Regions from separate parts of the Mus musculus genome. Here region 2 is linked to region 1. The links are chromatin contacts, called in public Hi-C maps. All regions are on one chromosome and are shown on one strand. The core of a region is the stretch at or near the end of the contact, and the rest is flanking DNA. Distances in the headings are between cores, read along the strand shown.

The links. A called contact is a pair of places that touch in the nucleus more often than the background predicts.
Region 2: a contact with region 1 is called in a Hi-C map of the G1E-ER4 cell line, with 4 times the contacts expected there. The contact joins two enhancer-like sites. A contact is called at or near these places in 3 of 15 datasets of contacts at CTCF or cohesin (embryonic stem cells, large pre-B cells and pro-B cells), 107 of 484 Hi-C or Micro-C datasets (the AML12 cell line, B cells, the Ba/F3 cell line and 53 more), 3 of 115 datasets of contacts at active chromatin or transcription factors (astrocytes, bone marrow-derived dendritic cells and embryonic stem cells) and 1 of 9 other capture datasets (embryonic stem cells).

What each region holds. Positions count from the first base shown.
Region 1 is chr7:132,223,774-132,229,672 of GRCm38.p6, reverse strand. No RefSeq gene overlaps it. Among named protein-coding and RNA genes, the nearest start is that of Cpxm2, 72 kb to the right of the region's middle. Within about 2 kb of position 2,767, at least 29 of the 459 cell types and tissues checked have an H3K27ac peak or open chromatin away from gene starts, as enhancers often do. A contact at or near this core is called in the G1E-ER4 cell line, where this site is marked.
Region 2 is chr7:132,637,956-132,643,854 of GRCm38.p6, reverse strand. Lhpp (phospholysine phosphohistidine inorganic pyrophosphate phosphatase) reads right to left here. Exons shown (of 7, transcript NM_029609.1): 4 at 2,268-2,331; 5 at 1,276-1,368. Among named protein-coding and RNA genes, the nearest start is that of Lhpp, 30 kb to the right of the region's middle. Within about 2 kb of position 2,549, at least 17 of the 459 cell types and tissues checked have an H3K27ac peak or open chromatin away from gene starts, as enhancers often do. A contact at or near this core is called in the G1E-ER4 cell line, where this site is marked.

The DNA.
Region 1 (5,899 bases), core at 1,518-4,017:
TAGGCAGAAGGTCTTTCTGTCCATAGGCATGTCCTCGGAGCCTAGACTCAGCAAACCTTAGAGCAAAGAAATGCAAAATGGTGCCCTCAAGCTATAAACCAAAGAGGCATGGCCTTGGGATTCCCCTGGGGTCAGGGATGGCCTTAGAAACCGTCAGAGAGATCTTTGGAGAGCTCAGACCACTGGCAGGGGCTGTAGATGGCCAGAGCTACCAGTCAGTCCTGGGAGGAGATGCTAAGCAGAGCCCTGGAGACTGATAAGATCTGGAAGCAGAGGGTGGGGAGGGCAGGGAGAACAGCTAGGGAAGGGACCTGGCAGGAGGTAGAAGGGCTCAGGGTCTCCAAGAATGGCTGGACTCAAGAACACATGGACTGACCTCCTTTGTGTGACTCCATACAGGGGACCTGGAGGTCAGTCCATGTGGAGTGTAGGGGTGTGTGTGGAGTGTGGGGGTATGGGTGTGGGGTGTTCTTTTCTTTCTTTCTTTTTTCTCACGGGGCGTGGGAACTAGGGAGTGTTTGAAAAGCCACTGGGAGCAGGCACACTTGTTATTCGTGGTGATGGTGATGCTTCCTCTCACGTGTGGGTGTCTTTCTGAAGCTGTAGGCCTTGTCTCCAGCAAGCAGTTCAACTCTGCACTTGTATATTTTGTGCCCAAATGAGTTAGGCTTGTGTGCACATATGTACTCGCCTGTCATGTGTGCACATATGTACATGCCTGTCATGTGTGCACATATGTACTCGCCTGTCATGTGTGCACATATGTACATGCCTGTCATGTGTGCACATATGTACTCGCCTGTCATGTGTGCACATATGTACTCGCCTGTCATGTGTGCACATATGTACATGCCTGTCATGTGTTCACATATGTACATGCCTGTCATGTGTGCACATATGTACACGCCTGTGGAGGCCCAAAGGTTGACTTCTGCTTCTTTCTCAATCACTCCCCACTTTTCTTTTTCTTTTCCTATTTTCATGTGTGTGTGTGGGGGGGGGCAGACAGAGAAAGAGAGACAGAAAGGGTGACACATAAAGATCTGCTGCTGATTCTGTGCTCTTAAGTAATGTTAGACTGTAATTAAGACTGTAAAGGCTCCTGCGACTAGCCAGTTTGGAAAACTGCTGATTTATCTAATATTTAATTAAATAGCATTTTTGTTTTGTTTTGTTTTTCGAGACAGAGTTTCTCTGAGTGAGTCTGGAACTCACTCTGCAGAGCAGGCTGGCCTCGAACTTGGAAATCTGCCTGCCTCTGCCTCCTAAGTGCTGGGATTAAAGGCATGTGCCACCACTGCCCAGCATTAAATAGCATTTTTATAATGTCCAAAACAACTGGCATAAAGAGGCTTGGGAACAGATATAATTGAATTGTGGAGGCTATAAAATCAACTGGAGCATCTTGCAGAATGGCCTAAAACCAGGAGAGCCAAAACGTCCTGAGCATCGTGGTGGGATGTTTCCTGACATGGTAAAAAGCCTGACACTGGAAAGTCCAGATGTGGAGCATCTGTGGTGACAGGGCGAGAACAGTCATGCTACCACTGACTGTCACATGGTAGGCACCAGGTCCCTTGAGAGGGTACCTGTGAGTTTCTCACTGGACTCCCCCTCAACCTTTGGGGCAGGTCCTGTCTGTGCTCTGGTTCCAGTTTGAGGGTCATCAAGCTGAGGTCCTGAGCCTAGGAGAGGCAGAGCGGGGGGCCTTGCGCTTAGGTCTGTTGGCCTAGAGACGGTCCTAACTGCAGATTCTCAAATCAGAGTCTGTGAAAAGATTCCTAAAGAGGCAGGTGGAGCCAGCGAGCCAGCGGACCAAGGCTGGGCTGGGCGGCCACGTAGTTCTAAAGGTAGAGCCCCAGGCAGGTAGTGAGGGCCAAGATCAGTTGGGGTAGCAGCTTTAATGCCATTCACCCACAAAAGCCCAAGGAACAACCCATGGGATCCCTCTTGGCTTTAACCTGGTTCTGTCCTCATGGAAGTGTCACAGTGGTCTTACTGCCTTCCTCTACATGGGCTAAGACGCACTGGGTTGCCACGGCCAGCCAGTTCTTAAGTTGGCTTACGAGCCTTGTGGTCAGCAGTTTGGGTTGCTGTGGGTTCGAATCATGCTGGAGGAATGGGGTTGGGGTTGATTTCTTCCAGGACTGCCCTCCAGTCCACACAGAGGCCATTGAACCTCTCAACAGTGACCATAGCAACTGCTTGTTTCTTCCCACCTCCACATGAGATAATCCAGGGAACTCCTGCCATGAACAGCACAGTCAGCAAAATGGAATTCTGGAAATTTCCTACATGAGCGAGCCAGCAGTTGTTCAAAAGGCAGCGTACAAAGGCTCAGCTTAGGTAAATTTCCTATCCCCGCATCACCCTCTGCTTCCCCTCACTCATGAGCCTCTCTATCTCTACCCACACTCTTGCTCCATAGAGTTGCTTCCTTATTTACCCCAAGGCCAACTTCAAGGGTTATTTGCTTCTTGTACAAGAGCTGGGCCCATCCCCAGACACACAGCAGTGCAGAGCATTTTGAAGAATGGATGCCTAGAAAGAGTCGGACAGTCTCAGTTTCTCCGCTTCTGATTGGGGTGGAATCTAGAGGTTTTCATAGGGGCCTCTGTTGACTTTGGAAACAACCCACTTGCTCCATCCACTAACTCCTACAATGCCTTTGCAAAAGTGTGTGCAAGAGAGGGTGGGAACTGGGAGGAGAAGTGGGCAGTTCTTTCCCTAACACCTTGGGATAGCGCTGCTAGCAACCAGGAAGATCTGAAAGGTAGCCCTGCACTGCTCTCTTGTGGTTTACCTTGGTATTGCATCAGAAAGGCCTTTACTAGTCTTTGAGCAAGTAACCCCACCAAGACAGGAGGGCCACTTTTAAATGTAGGGATCACCTTTGACCTGGGCCAGGATTAACCTCAGTAAAGGGGTATTTGACACATCTGAAATCAGTCATTGGGCAGTAGTTCTGAAGAGATCCAGCAGTAACCGTGGATTCTTCCACATACGACTTGCTCCCAGCAGAGACTTACAGGAAGTCCTGTAGAGCGTGCCAACAGCATCCCCAGGAAAGTGAGGCTGGAAGAAGGTGCACAGATGTTGGCCTGGTCTCTATCCACCACTATCTATCTCTGACCTACACCACAGCCGGGAATGGGCTAGGCTAAGACACCACCCCTGCAAGCATCTTGTAGTGGCCGGAAGCCCCCTCCTCCATCTCCCCTTTACCCAGTCCTTCCACACTCAGACCCACTCCCCTTCCAACCCTTTTTCAGACACCCAATGAGCCAGCCTTCTGCAGCCCTCCATGACTGTAGGCGCCAGAGGAATTGTGCCTCTGCCAGGGAAGGCCTCGTGGCAGCATCAGGTTCCACCTGCAGATCAGCAAGGCTCTCACCCCCTCGCCTCTGTCCTAACCCTCCCTTTTCTGCTTCTCCCAAACGTTCCTTCTGCTCTATATTCATCATCCCTGCTGGATGGATGCCTAGTTCCACGCAACAGCTTCCACACCTCTGACCCCTTAGTCTTTACTCTCAGACTCCTCTCTCCCAGACCTCAGACAGCTCCCGTCCTAAACAGAGTTGGATTCAGCAGGCAGGCCTAGGGAACTGTGACTCCCTCCATGCCACCCCTTCCCCATGCTGTCCCCTTCCACCCATCCCACCCCTTCCATGCTGTGTGGTGCTAATTCACCATCTATCAGGCCTAGTTTGGACACACAAGTCCAGGACTACCATCTTGACAATAGGGTCTCAATCTGTTTTGCAATGACCAGGGGGGCAGGGCAAGGCTGTCCTTCCCTGCCTGTCTGCTTTTGGGTTCATCCTCCCATGACCTTTTGCTGTCCCTTCAGCAGTGACAAGGTTTGCTTGGCCAGACTGGGCTGGAGTGTTGGTTAACGTTCTCATCACTGGCCCGAATGCCTGATGCAAACATCGTAAGAAGGTATGTCCTGGGGTTTGCAGACCCAGAGGTTTTAGTATAGCATGGGAGGGAGGGTGTGGCCAAGAAGAGCGGGTTGCATCCTGGTGAACAGCATGGTCTCTCTCTTCCCTCTGTGCCATTCTACTTGAGCCTTCTATCGGGATTTCAGAGGGCACTGCTCACCTTCAAGGGCATGTCTCCCATCTGCCTTCTCCAGACACTCTCTCACAGACACACAACACACCAGAGGAACACTTTACTAGTCTCCTGGTTACTTCTCTAGTTACTTTATCTAGTTTCCATTCAGGTTGACAATCAAGATTAACCATTACAGGTGGCTTTGGGTTTGGGCTACTCCAGGGCAAAGGAGCTAGAGAAGCCACAACAGTACAGATCTAGGGGAATCCACAGTTTCCACAAGAAGCCAAGCCAAGCCCACCCCAACCAGATCCCAGATCTGTTGCCAGGATATTGGGTGAATACCAGCTGAACTCTAAACACTTTTTAGAAGGTCTAGTTTGTGACCCTGGACTTCAGTCCTTGGGTCTGTCCAGCTGTCCAGGTTCTTCACTTCAGAGATGCGCCTTTGGAGTAGAGGCTGCTCAGGTCAGTGTCTAATGGGAACCTGCATAATATCCACTGAGAAGTGACTCATTGAGGTCGGACCTCAGCAGCCCGAGTGTGCTAAGTGTCCAGAGGACAGGCTGTGCCCATCCTAGTATCCCAGTACTCCAGCCCCCCCCCCAGCACCAAAACACCCCAGCATCCCAGACCTCTAGCCCCACAGCACCCCAGCATCCCAGCATCTCAGCACCCTAGCATCCTAGCACCCTAGCCCCCAGCACCCACCATCTCAGCTCCCCAGCACCCAAGCACCCTAGCCCCCAGCATCCCAGAACTCCAGCCCCACAGCATCCCAGCACTCCAGCCCCCCAGAATCTCAGCCCCCAGCATTCCAGCTCCCAAGCCCCCAGAGCCCCAGCAACCCAGCATCCTAGCATTCCAGCTCCCAGCATCCTAGCACCCTAGCCCTCAGCACCCCAGCACCCACCATCTCAGCTCCCCAGCACCCAAGCACCCTAGCCCCCAGCATCCCAGGCCCCCAGCATCCTAGCACCCCAGAACGCCAGCATTCAAGCCCCCCAGCCCCTCAACCTCCAGCATCCCAGCCCCCCAACATCCCAGCACCCCCAGAATGTCCCCACTGTGGTCAGAATCCTCCTGTGTTCCTGATGACTCTCCTCACTCCCTCCTCCCCATCTGTCAGCCTCTTGGAGTTTTTCTTCCCCCTCCTATCTGCGCAGCCTCTATAAAATCCCATGTGGTTACCTCCCAGGTCACTAAAGCCTGCTATGGGTCTATACCATCGACTGTGCTATCAAAACTATTAAATTTTAAATGATTTGGGGAGGAATTATTTTTAGTTCCCAAACTATAATTTGGTTCATTTTCATATCTGGCTACTATTTTGTTTTCATAGAATATTGTTCTTTCAATATACTTTTATTCCCTTTTATGCATTTAATCTTTTTAAACATTGGGTTTGTAATTTGATCTGGAACATTGCTAGCAAGTGCCAGGGGACCCAGTTACCTCCATAATGTATCTACTTCCTTCCCCTATTTTGAGTTGAAGCGAGGCCTGTAACTTTAAAGAATGCTATGAAAATGGAAGAGAAATCCTGGGGAGGTTGTGAGGTAGAGGAACACGCAGAAAACGCAGAGAGGAGACCATTACTTTGCATGTGCACTGACAACTAATAAATGATAAAGCCGTGCTGGTTGGTTTTGAGTTCTTTTGGCATTTTTCCAAAGGGTGTTCATGTGTGCTCGTGGAGCTGGAATGATCCCCAGGCATAGAGACCATGCTTTCTTTGGAAGTGGGGAGGGACTTACTGTCTTTGTTGGGAAGTGATTGGGGTGGATTCCACTTTTAACTCTATGTCCCTTTGTCCTTTTCCTGAGCAGAGCCTGGTTTA
Region 2 (5,899 bases), core at 1,300-3,799, 410 kb before region 1:
CTAAATGGTTTTAGGAGACTGTTTCTGTGGTGGTGGGACTCAAACCTAGGGCTTCATTCTTGCTATCTTCAGACCCTATGAGGTAGTGATGGTGGTTGTCGTCTGAATTCCTGTCCCTGTTATCTGGGCTACAGCCAGGAGCACGATTGCTAAGGCAGACAGTAGACTCATTTAACACTGAAGACCCACCAAAGGCTCCCTCCCAGCAGTGCGGCTAACTCACGGTCCTACCAGCAGAACACGAGGGTTGCAGCTTCACCACATGAACGCTTGCGATCCTCTGTTACTTCTTTCCTTCAGCATCTGTATTAGACGATGCTTTCTGACTTGTGATACTAATGAGCCAGGAGACTGGGCCATCTTTCTATGGACTTTTTAAGTCATTGCCTGGGGCTGTACTACTTTGTGGCTGTGGCTAAAATGCCACGTTTAAAAAGAAATATTGTAATATGAAAGGATACAACAGGTCTGAGATTATTTTAAAAATATGACAGTAAAGCCAGGCCATGGTGGAACAGCCTTTAATTCCAGTACTTGGGAGGCAGAGGCCAGTCTCATCTATAGAGTGAGTTCCAAGATAGCCAGGGCTACACAGAGAAACCCTATCTAAACAAACAAATAACCCACAAAAAAAACCCAAGAGAGTAAAAAATCCGTTCTGGGGCTAGGGAGATGATAGGGCTCACTGGGAAAGGAGCCTGCTGTACACGCACGAGGATCTGAGTTCTAATCCCCAGACCCATGGGAAGGTGGGCACAGCACTACACATCCGTGATGCCAGGAATCCTATGTTGAGATGGGAGGGAGAGACAGGAGAATCCCTGGAAGCTCAATGGTTAGCCACCCTGACATCTGCAGCAGTGAATAAGCTCTCAAAGAGAGAGCAAGGCAAGCACTAACAACCAAGGCTGTCTTCCGCCCTCCACATGCACACTGTGGCACATGTGTGCCTGTGACTTATACACATGTACATGTACACGCACATGGAAAGCAAGGAAGGAAAGCATTAGTATTTTAAAGGACAAAAACAATTCGAAGTGAAGACTCTGTGTGACCCAGTTGTTGGGCTGCATGGTAAGAAACTGTCTCCTTCCTCACGGTGAGAAACGATCGGGGCCAGCAGGATGGTTCAGCGGGTGTTAGCACTTGCTGCTGATCCTGTCAACCTGAGTTTGGTTCCCGGAACCCACACAATCTCATACCCCAAATAAGTATATAAATAAGTAAATGTCGTTTTAAACATGTAAAGAAGAAAGGAAATTCTGCTGTGCCTACCTGGTGGGCTTCCACCCCTATGGCTTGTAGAGCAGACTTGAAGAACTCAGGGGAGGGTTTCCCCACCACTTCAGCCTTGATACCACAGGCATACTGGCAAAGAGAAGACACAGTATGAGTTTCAGATCAGGAACACGGGAGTAGACACACATGGAAAGACTGACCGCCTCATGATGATCAGGATGCCATGGGCCTCAAACCCTCTCACAGGCAAGCGTGTCACAACTCCACAACAGGCTGCTGCCTAGAATGCTTAGGACACCTACCTCCAGCTCTGCCGCCTACTTCAAGAGTGCCCACAGCAAGTGGCATACCTTACCTAGCAGAACCACGAGTCTCCCAAGGGACAGGAGACCAAGGCTCTCATTTGCCTGTTCAGCTACAATCCCATCTCTTGCCTCTCCCTGCTACCCACCTCCAAGTAGATCAAAGGCCCTCCTAAGTGTGTCTAGGATTCAATCCACCCACCTGCTCACCCTTCTCGCCTGGGCACAGGTGGACAGGGGCTGCTACTATTGTGGAGCTGGGACATGGTCTAGCAGGAATCTGGGCAGGGGTAACTGACAGGCCAGTCACAGTGGACTCTGGAGGTCTTGCCACAGAAGGCTTTATAACCTGGAAAGTCATCTCAGGAGAGGAGTTGGGAGGACACACAGCCTGAGGGGTTACAGGGCTGGGAAGGAAGCAGGTGATCTGAAGAGACACTAAAGCCATGAGTCAGAGTGGTGAAGAGCATGCTGGGAAAGAGCACCCAGAGGTTGGCTGGGGGTCAGAGGGATGACACATACATACATAATGACTGTGTGATGATCAAGATAATGGACCCTAACTGCTGCCTGAGGAGAGACCTCCATTACTTCCACAGAGGAGACGGGGGTGTGGCTCAAGCCCCACACAGGATGCTCCACTCAGAAACATGAGAGGCTACTTGTCTATAAAGTACACCATCTTCTCCAGAAAGCCAGGGCCTGGGGCAGCACCAGGGCAGGTACCTCGAGCGCCTTCATGTAACCTCCAACGTCCAGCATCAGGCCAGAGGTCTCCTTGTAATAGCGTCTGCAAGAGAGCACAAGGGAAGGGGGTTCACAGAGAGCCACAGGTGCAGGCCAGTCCCGATGCCATGCTGAGAGTAACCGACAGAGGCCACATGGCAGAAGCAGAGGGCCAGCGGCAGTGGGGCATCATGGGTCATTCAGCCACTAGCCCCCTGCTGCTGGCCTTGTAGGGACCCCTACCACAATGATTAACCAGGAACCCAAGGGGGACAGATGGATCCCGTTACTAACACAGAGGAAGACAAGTGACCCGTGTTTCGGGAAGGGACGGCAGCCCCCCCAGAGCATGTGCTGACTCCCTAATTGCTAATAATTAACCCCTAACTGCTGCCTGAGGAGAGTGCTCCATTAGTTCCACAGCAGCCTGCGACATCCCTATTAGCTGGGGTCAGGCAAGGTGCCAGGTTTCACAGGCACCAGCTGCTTCCTTGAGACAAGAATGTCTTCCCAACCTCCCAGAGACAGCGCAGGCTCAGCTCCTCGGAGGGTTCCTCGGTTTAGCCCCAGTGCTTAGACCCACAGCCCATCCACATCAGACCAAGGCCTCCCTCGAGGTACATAAGAGTCCTAGCTGCAATGTCATCCATTTCTGGGGCTCTCTGAGCAAAGCCACGTGACCAAGGAGGCAAGAAGGTGGCTTAGCCATCACCCTCCAGAGATGAGGTTCACTGAAACCCAGAAAATGGCACAGGAATCCAAGTTCTGAGTTATTAGGGGAGTCTGAGCACCCACGTCAGTCTTCCCTTCCTTCTCCGTCCAGGGGACATTAACTCAGCATGCGAGCTGAGGATCCGAGAACAGGGGATGTAGGCTGTCTTCAATACTGAAATTCCTTCTCTGATTTCTAAAAGTGACTTTGCTCTATGTAAGCCTTTAGACCTCAGCTTCCTCGCCTGTGACATAGTCAAAGCAATCAAAACCACCCATATCTAGGGCAAAGTAACACACTACATAAACAACACCATTCCTTACACAATGCCTAGAACACAAACACCACTCACCAAAAGACTGGAGACGACTACTATAAACAGCTGCTCGTGGAGCTAAGACAGAGGCCCTGAGATAGGAGGCTCAGTGGTAAAATAATACAAGCCCCAGGCCTGGTGGGGTCACTCCTGTAATCCAGCACTCAGGAGGCTGAGGCAGGAAGATTGTGAACTCTAGGTCAGCTGAGGATACATAGCAGATCCGATCTCACGAATGTCTTTTCTTTTTCACCTTTCCATGTGCATGTGCTGGAACACGGTCCAGGAATGGAGTCACGTGAGAACGCTGAGTGCTTGTGAGAAAATGCCAAGAAAACAAGACAAGACTCTATGACCTCAATTTCTTCAAAACATGGAATTATTCTTGGAAAGTGTTTTGTGCTCCTCCCAGGTATAGCGGCTAGGAGTGAGGTTACTTCCAATACTCATTCTTGCTTGCTGTTGTTACTCAATTAGACATTGAAGCCATACTTGATAAGCCTCTATGGAGAATGTATTTTTGCCACGTGTAGCTTGTTCTCATGATTGTATGCAGCTTTCAAACTCATGAAAACGTTACTCATGTGATTTCTCTTAACCCTCAGAGTATAAATTGTCAGATGCTCTGAATAACGTAGGCAATTGCATGTGGCTTTAGTCTGACTCGTTCCCCATCCTCCTAGTCCCACGGTCTCTAGAGCAGTGACATGTATGTGTGGTGCATGTGTGCACACATGCAGAAGCCTGAGGCTACGTGTCAAGCTCCCTGGGCCACTTTTGCACTGTAATTTTGGGGGGAAGTAGTGTCTCAGTCAAACTCAGGGTTTGCTGATAGCACTAGTCTTGCATCAGCCATCCTTCTCTTAGAATATCCCATCTCTACCAGCCTGGAAGTACAGGCAGTCTGCTACACCAGCTGGCATTTATGTGGGTCCAGGGTATCCAAACTCCAACCCTCTTGCTTGCATGCCAACAACCTTAACCACTAAGTCATCTCTGAAGCCCTGAAGAAATTTTCTTAAAAGGCTTCTTGGGGCTGACAAGGTGGCTAAGTGAGTAGAACACTTGCCAAGCAAGCATGAGGACCTTCAGTTCCCCAGAACCCACATGAAGCCAGGCCTGGTAGCATGTGTCTGCAGTCCCAGCACTCCTGCGACAGATGAGAAGCAGAGACAGACAAAGCCCCAGAAACCAGCCTGGCAAACAACAAAGAGACCCTGTCTCAAACATGGTAGAAGATAAAGAGTGATTCCCGAGGTTGTCCTGTGACCTCTACATGCATACACCCTGGCATGAGCACACCTACACTTATAAACAAACATGCAGGTAGGCAGGCAGACACAGGAAGACAGACAGACAGACAGACAGACAGACAGACACACACACACACACACACACACACACACACACCTGTGACCTCAAACATGCTTACCCTGGCACGAGCATGCTTACACTTACTGACACACAGGCAGGCAGCAGGCAGGCAGGCCCGCACGCACATACCCAGGCATTCATGCATGCGTACACACACAGCTTTATTTTTTTTCTATTGTTACAATAAACTATAATGCCTATTTCCTTAGCCAGGTCCAGAGCTTCAAAGAACTGGAGAAGGATAAACAGTATTTGTCCAGCAGAGGGAGCCATTGGTGCTGGAGCTGCACTGTCTGGGTGGCAGGTGGCTTAGTCTCAGTCCAGGACTCTATGAAGGGCTCAGGGACCTGCACGACCTGGGACCTGGCACCTGGCATGCACCCCTGGCTCCCAGCATAGAAGAGATGCAAAAAGACTCACAGAGAAACTGTGAGAGCAAAGATGGTGAGCTGCGCGAGTAAGTGACAGAGAGACAAGCTGTGTCCTGAGGGGAGGCGGCTCACATGGAGCGAGGGGAAGGAGTCCGAAGACCGAGGGAGCACTTTGGGATCACTAGAGCACCTGATGGGCTTCACACTAGGCCACCTCCAAACCCACAGATGGGCCATCTTCCTTGCACACGGGCCCAGAGGCTACAACTCTTGCTCAGAGGAAGCTCCCAGGAGAAGGAGAGGGTGGGCAGAGGTGGGTTGGGCAGAGGACAGAGCAGGGACAGACCTAACTCAGCTCAGAGGCGTTTGCCAGGAAGCAAACAGAAACTTCTACAACACAACTGGAACAGGCGCAGCTGTTTCTCAGCCGAGGATTCTGGGGATTTCCAAGCTGCCCTGGGGACAGATGGATACAGGATCCCGGAGACTGGGTGGATGGAAACAGGCCCCTCTCATTTAGAAACGGCACCCCTAAGGAGTCCTCGAACCACAGCTCTGCTGGCCCCAGATCTAGAAGTTTATTCGAAAGTAAAAAGGACTTCAGGTTATCTGGACTCACCAAAGCCCGGCCTTCTGAGCCAGAGGAGAAGGAGTCTCGGGAATCAAAATGGAAACCTTGCCCCCCCCCCCCCTCTCAACAAGCGGAGGCTTGTTTTTGAAACAGGCTCTTAACTATGTAGCCCGGCTAGCCTGGCATTCTTTATGTAGACCAGGCTGGCCTCCAACTCACAGAGATCCTTCTGTCTCCACCCCCAAGTCCTGGAACTACAGGTGTACGCCACCACCTCCGTTTATATGG